2 separate regions of the Gossypium hirsutum genome follow, and region 2 is linked to region 1. A link is a contact called in public Hi-C data. All regions are on one chromosome and are shown on one strand. Each heading gives the region's core, a stretch centred on a gene start, on an enhancer-like site or on the middle of the called end of the contact. The rest is flanking DNA. Distances are from core to core; before and after follow the strand shown.

Evidence for each region. Hi-C and Micro-C count contacts between places; a contact is called where the count stands out from the background.
Region 2: a contact with region 1 is called in a Hi-C map of leaf, with 2.7 times the contacts expected there. The contact joins the promoter of LOC107954936 here to the promoter of LOC107954737 in region 1. A contact is called at or near these places in 6 of 34 Hi-C or Micro-C datasets (callus, hypocotyl and leaf).

The regions. Positions count from the first base shown.
Region 1 is chrD07:36,024,986-36,028,444 of Gossypium_hirsutum_v2.1, reverse strand. LOC107954737 (transmembrane protein 256 homolog) reads left to right here and starts at 1,812. Exons shown (of 5, transcript XM_016890388.2): 1 at 1,812-2,075; 2 at 2,150-2,220; 3 at 2,341-2,421; 4 at 2,629-2,672. The coding sequence starts at 2,021.
Region 2 is chrD07:36,242,742-36,246,200 of Gossypium_hirsutum_v2.1, reverse strand. LOC107954936 (protein MAIN-LIKE 2) reads left to right here and starts at 1,580. Exons shown (of 7, transcript XM_016890630.2): 1 at 1,580-1,784; 2 at 2,315-2,434; 3 at 2,728-3,372. The coding sequence starts at 2,327.

The sequences.
Region 1 (3,459 bases), core at 563-3,062:
GCTGACAGTGCATCCTGCTTGAAGCGTTTTTGACACTATTTGTTTAGAAACGTCTTCTCAAAATTATTTTTTCAGGAACTATTGTAGAAAAAGAGCGTCCACATGGGAGCTTTTTTCAATAATTTTGCTGACAATGCATCCTGCTTGAAGCGTTTTTCATACTATTTGTTAAGAACAGTATTCTCAAAATTATTTTTTCAGGAACTACTATAGAAAAAAAAACAAAATCCTTATTGTCAATTTAATTTTCCCTATATCCTAAACCTAAATACAATATTATTTTAAAAAAACTAAACCCTAATTTAATTAATTTATTTAAAATACTTAAACCCTAATTTAATTAATTTTTAAAAAATAACACTAAATCTTGATTTATTTTTTTAAATTCCTAAAATCCAAAACCCTAAATTATTTTAACAAAACCCTAAAAACCTAACCCTAAATTATTTTAACAAAACTTTAACCCTAAAAACCCTAACCAAAAAACTCTAGGGACTAAACATTTAAAAAGCCCTAACCTAGAAAAAAACACTGAGCAAAATGCGCCACTGGGGAAGCAATTTTGCCACGTCAGCAAAGTGCGTCTACGTCTGTGTGTTTTATGCTAACATGGCAAAATCGCTCCCAGGGGCGCATTTTGTTGAACTTTCACCCTAAAACGCTCCTATATGGACGCGTTTTGCCAAAATCGACCCTTTCCGGTAAATAATGTAGAAATTAGTCCATTTCTATAAATATACTTGAAAATAGGCCTTTATAGATAAATTAGTCCGAATAATTTATATAAATAAACATTTTCACATTGAATAAATTAACGGGGATAATTGAGTGAAAGAATGAAATTCGGTCAAACAAACATGTTCGCGTTGAAAAATTTTAACAGGTTTGTAAGGAATACAAGTGGCAGTGTAGACAGTAGCTCATGTAACTCATCCAACAAATATAACTTACCATATTTGGTAAAAACCCAACTATAAAATATATCTTAGATCTATTGAATTGATTTAAAAATTAGATAATATATATAATTGATCAGATATATGACAAAGATCAAGAGGCCCGATTTAAAAGTAAAGGGCAGCAAATTCCAGTCTGTGTTGTCGGCGCCACTTGCATGTTTTTGGGAGTCAACCTTTTTTATTAAAATATTATTATTTGATTATATTTTATTCTATTGAGATTCTTGTTATTTTCTTTATAGATAGAAGCTAAGGTTTAGGTCGAAAACATAGTTCATTACGTTGATAAAATAAATTTTATTTTTTTGACCAAGTTTGTATTCTTATTTCTAACTCTTAAAGTTTGATTAAGGTTTTCATCGATTTTCGACTAGAGCCCATACTCTAGTAAACTATAGTCAAGATTAGCAGAGAAGATCAAGTAGTTGAAAACTAAAAATGACATAATTCGTCTAATTCAAAAACATAAGTATAATTCGGGTAAAAGGTTTATTGTTCTAAATATTAATACGATTAACACGACTAGAATTCAAGCCATACCTGAGGGATGAATACCCTAACCATCAGGCCAACACACGGATTTACTATTAATTAAATTTTTAGTGAATAATATATAAAAATAATAAGATGACGTTACTTATATTATAATATGTTTGGCATATTAAATTTTGAAAATGACTATTTGACTTAATTATTTTAATAATAATTGTTTGGTAAAATTTGATTTTTTAAAATGTGAAAAATATAAACACCAAAAATCATGAAAATAAGGAATACATTTTACTTAAAGCAGAATTTAACGTAAAACAAAACTTGAGCTAATAAAGAAGTATGAATTGGTATTTGGTAGCAGTAATTAATTAACACGAAAGAGAAAAAAAAGTTCAAAACGAGCAAAAGAATAGGAGAACCATGTAAACGGTTGCGTTTCAGCGCGAAAGAAAAACGACGGCGTTTGACTCTGCCTTTCAACGATTTACACATAATAAAGTTTGCTCACTGCAGCAAAACCGATCGCCATTATGCAACCAAAAGTCTAACCTGAAGAAAGAAGAGAGTTTATGAGAATTTCCCAAATGGATGCTTTTCAGTGGCACAAGATTGCTGCTGTTTCTGGTTTTTAACTTCTTTCTCTCATCTTTTTCAATTCCTTTTTCGTACTTATTTATGGGTTTTTTTTTAAATAACAGGAATAGCAGCCCTTGGATTGGGCACTTATGGCTTCCATATCTTTAAACCTGAAAATCCCGTTTACAAGGAGGTTGTTTTTTTAATACCCTTTCATTTTTTTCACCCAAATTTTCACTTTTCAACGTTTTTGTTGTTCAATTATTTTCTTGTTCTTGTTTTTTTCCTTACTATAATTGGATGATGAACTTAGGTATGGCAAATCGCTTCTACTTACCACTTGTTTCACACAGCTGCTCTTCTTTCTGCTCCTATTACCAAACGCCCCCACATTGTTAGTTCCCTTTTGCCCTTTTATTTTTATAATTTCATTATTGATTTTCTGGGCATGGTTTGCTTAATATTCTTAGGAAAATACTTGTTGTTTTATTGATTGGTTTTATGGTTTTAGTTTTAAGAGACTAATCATACAATCCCCTGAATTTTATTGCTTCGTGTCGAGTTATCAATGGGCTAACTGCTCTCGTTTATTGTGCTTCAGTTTGGAGGCCTTTTGACTGCTGGCATTCTTTCTTTCTCTGGGTCGTAAGTTCCCTTCCCCTTTTATCTTCTTTTTTGAATTTGTTACTTGTTAGAAGTTTGTAATTGATGAATGCTAATCTGAGGGAAAAAAAAGATTTGGTGAAAGGGATTTGAATGATATTCATCGAGATTTCATACTTTGGGTTACTTTCCTTGATGAAAATGATACATTTAATTGTTTTAAACTTGTGTTTTTTTGTTGTTGCATGTGTTTGGTCATAAATCAGTGTCTTGTTTTTAAGTGCAATTCTTAGGTTAATGTTTCTTGAAAAGTTCATATATTTGGTCATTCTACCTGATGGATGCGGATGCATTTAACGGTTTAAAATTTGCATTTCTTAAGGTTTTTCTTTTATATTTTTATTGAGCTTCTTGTTTAGTTCATAATTAGCGAAGGCTTTGAATGTAATGTAGTTGGATGATATGTAAAATTGAGGGGACTCTAATAGCAATTTGACATTTTGCAACAATATGTTATTTATTGCAAATTTTATAGTTTTACAAATATTTAAATTTTGGCAGCATAAAAAGACTTTCGCAAGGCTGTTTTATCTCGCCACCAAAAGTGTGCCAAAAAAGTTTTGACGTATGGTTTTTTGCATCTAACTACAGCAATTTATATCTTGTTGCAAAAAGGATTTTTTTGCATATCAAATGCCTGCTGCCGCGAACAAGTTATTGTAAAACTCAACAAGAATGTGTATAAAATCGCTGCAAATACATTTTGCATAACCAATATTTGCTGCACCTTAAAACGTTTTATAAAATTTATTTGTTGCTTGTTGAGAAG
Region 2 (3,459 bases), core at 331-2,830, 220 kb before region 1:
AATTAACTTAATATCGTTGACTTATTATTTAATTGATTGTAATTAAATAGTTGAGTTCAAAGTGAGAATTAAATTAAGTAGTCATTGTAGTTTTACTGAACGAGACAATTAAATTTATTTACTTAGATTCTAGTAAGGTAAATTCATTATGATTTTAATAAAATTAGAATTGGGTTAAGAAAATAATTTAATTGAAAGAATTAATTAAATTTATTTTAATTAAATAAATGATATTTTAGGAATAGAAAAATAGTTATAATATTGGAGAATTATATTGTTGGAAAAAATCTGGTTCGCAAATGGTTTTCTTGTATAGCGGAAAATAAAAATTTTGAAAATTGACTTGGTTTGTGATATTTATAGTAATAAACCTTAGATCGAATTCACATATGTGTTTTCGGATAGACGGATCCTTATCGTTTCCGACTTTCAACTAAATGATCTTCTCCGTTATTCTCTCATCATAAACTGTTTCGAGGGTTGACTCGAACGATTCGAATCAAAACACAGAACTAAAAATAGTTTTCTTTTCTTTAGTGTGAAAATGAAAAATCTCTTCTGAAATAGAAACTGACAAAATTTGTTATTCTGAAAAAATAGATTCAATAGTTGAGAACAAATTCTCTCTATTTTCGGGTAGATTAACAATATTTTAAAGTTGTGTCAATAGCCCTACCGATGTCATCTAATTTTGTATAGGTTGTTTGCTTTGGATATTTGAATAGGTACTTTGACATTGTTGGGATTCAGTGGTCACATCGCGACGACGTACTCCCAATGTCGCGATGACAAAAAGTTCAGGGCCCACGTTGCGGTGACGTAGCCTCGAGGTCATGATGAACTTAAATCAGAGTGTTACGTCGCGACGAGGAAACCTCTGAAGTCGCAACATCAACTTGGAATTTTGTAAACATTACAATTTAGTCCTAATTCGACCTAATGTTAGTATTAAAACTTCGTAGGCTCGTGTAAGACCCAAATCCAATTGTATAGTTTAAACAACATTTTATGATTGAGATTCAAGTCTATCCACAAGATGAAAGTCCTAAGGGATTAAAACACTATACAATTTTATCCCTTATGATTACAAATATTCACTACGGTAACTCTAGTTTTATTAGAGTGTTTCACTGTGCCACCAATGCTTCAAGTAGATAGATTTCTCCATATGTTTCACGAATTGAGTTAAGTCAAATGAGCTCATTTAATTAATTAACCTTTACATGAAGTTTTGTGTACATTCGTTATGGGTTTTGATCTGCGACCCGTAACACTAGTATAAGGGTCTCCATGATACTTTTTAACAATAAAATCTAGTATATATATTTTTGGGTGAATGTTAATCATATTTTGCGACAATAGTTAAGGTTATATTAAAAGAAGTAATAATTGAATTCAGTAAAAGTAATAAATAAAATTAAATGAAAACGAAACAAAATATGCATGAAAAAAGCCCATTTTCTTCGAGGAGAGAACAAAATTAGGCCGATCCCCAAATCATCCAAAAACATGCCATGTGTAACAACGTGAGATCGTAATTTACCCTAAGCCTATAGCCTATAGGATAGAAAATTTTGAATCCATTCATAAACGCAACGCAGCGAAGCGAACCCACATTCCAGTTTTGGAGACTTTCACACACACAGTACAAAGAGGAGAAAACCCTGCAACGACGCGTTTTGGTTTCGGGGTTTTTTTTTTAATTTCGCTTTGAATTCCGCTGAAAATTTTCTTCACGGTGGTGCCTGCTTTCGTTCTTTCCTGTCGTTTTGATTAAAACTCAGGTATAGTAAAATCCAATTTCTTTTTTTAAATCTAAATTTTTATTTTTTTCGCTTTCCGGCGTCGTTTCTTTCCCCCTCACCCTCACCCTCACCCTCACCCTCACCCTCGCTTTCTGATTTCCAATTTCTGGATTTTCCCTTTTATTATTATAATTATAAAGAGCACAACCAAAATGTTGACACCCAAATATTGTTTTCTGTTTAGTTTTCCATTTTTATTTGTCCTCCGAGAGTTAAACGGAAACTAGGTTTTAAATTGAATGGACCACCCAAATACAAGATTCTTCAAATTTTTATATTTGTGTGTATATATATTTCATTTATTTGCAATTAATTCGTTAAAAAAAAGTTTGAAATTGATCTAAGTTATCTGTGCTTTGTTTCAAGGGCTTGATAAAAATTGGCTCCAAAATGTAAAATTTAAGTATATATTAACAGTGATGGAGGCTATCCTGCTAATTTAAGGGACTAAACTATCTATTTTGGCCTGCATTTCAGGCCACTTTGATTTATTTTGGTTTAAATTTTAGAAGATAAAATCAATGGAAGAGATTGGAATGGACCCATCTGCAGCCAATCCTGGACCCATCGATCATTCAATACTGTATGATCAAGACAAGCATGTATCTTCAGCTGTTTGGGATGGCCAGGTCTGTTTCTCATACCCACCAATCTCATTCTCCGCCTTCCCCCCCTTTTATTTGCAGATATGTAATTTGTGTTCCTTTGATAAGTGAAAATTTGTAGAATTCGTTTATGCACTGGTTCTTTTGTTAGTTTGTTTGATTGGTTGTTTATCGGTTTCATCGCCTTGATGCACTAGACTAGTTTTGTCCTTATATATGTGGAGGGTTTCTTTGATTGTGATTGTAAATTTGACTTGTGCATGCGTTTTTATTTAAAACACACTAGCATTGTTACATAATATATACATGCATTACAGGAGCGTGGTGCACTTAGATGTCATGAGCATACATCAAAGTTGGGAGAATGGAGACTCACCCCAAAACAGATTGAATTGGTGGAAAAAGCAGGATTTGGGTACTTGAGGAAGATACCTGCCATTAGTTTAGATAATCCGCTCATTTCAGCTTTAGTTGAGAGGTGGAGAAGAGAGACTAATACATTTCACTTCACTGTTGGAGAAATGACTGTGACTCTTCAAGATGTTGCCTTCTTGCTGGGATTGGCGATTGACGGGATGCCCGTGATTGGAATAACATATACCACTTGTGGAACGGTGTGTGAAAAGTATCTTGGGAAAGCACCAGATTCTACTTATGCAAGTGGTGGGATGGTGAAGCTGAGTTGGTTGAAAGAGTTCTTTTCTCAGTGTCCTGAAAATGCAACGATCGAAGAGATTGAGCGCCACACACGTGCTTACCTTTTGTATCTTGTGGGAAGCACTATTTTTTCAACCACCACAGGGAATAAGGTCCCTGTCATGTACCTTCCATTGTTTGAGAATTTTGAGAATGCTGGGAGGTATGCATGGGGTGCAGCTGCATTAGCATTCTTGTATAGGGCACTTGGGAATGCCTCTGTTAGATCCCAAAGCACTATTTGTGGATGTTTGACACTACTTCAGGTTATTCACTTTTCTGATGTCCCATTTTCCTACCCTTTTCTTTTCCTTCTATAAGTGCTTTTGAAGGGCCTGCTGTCTTTCAACTTC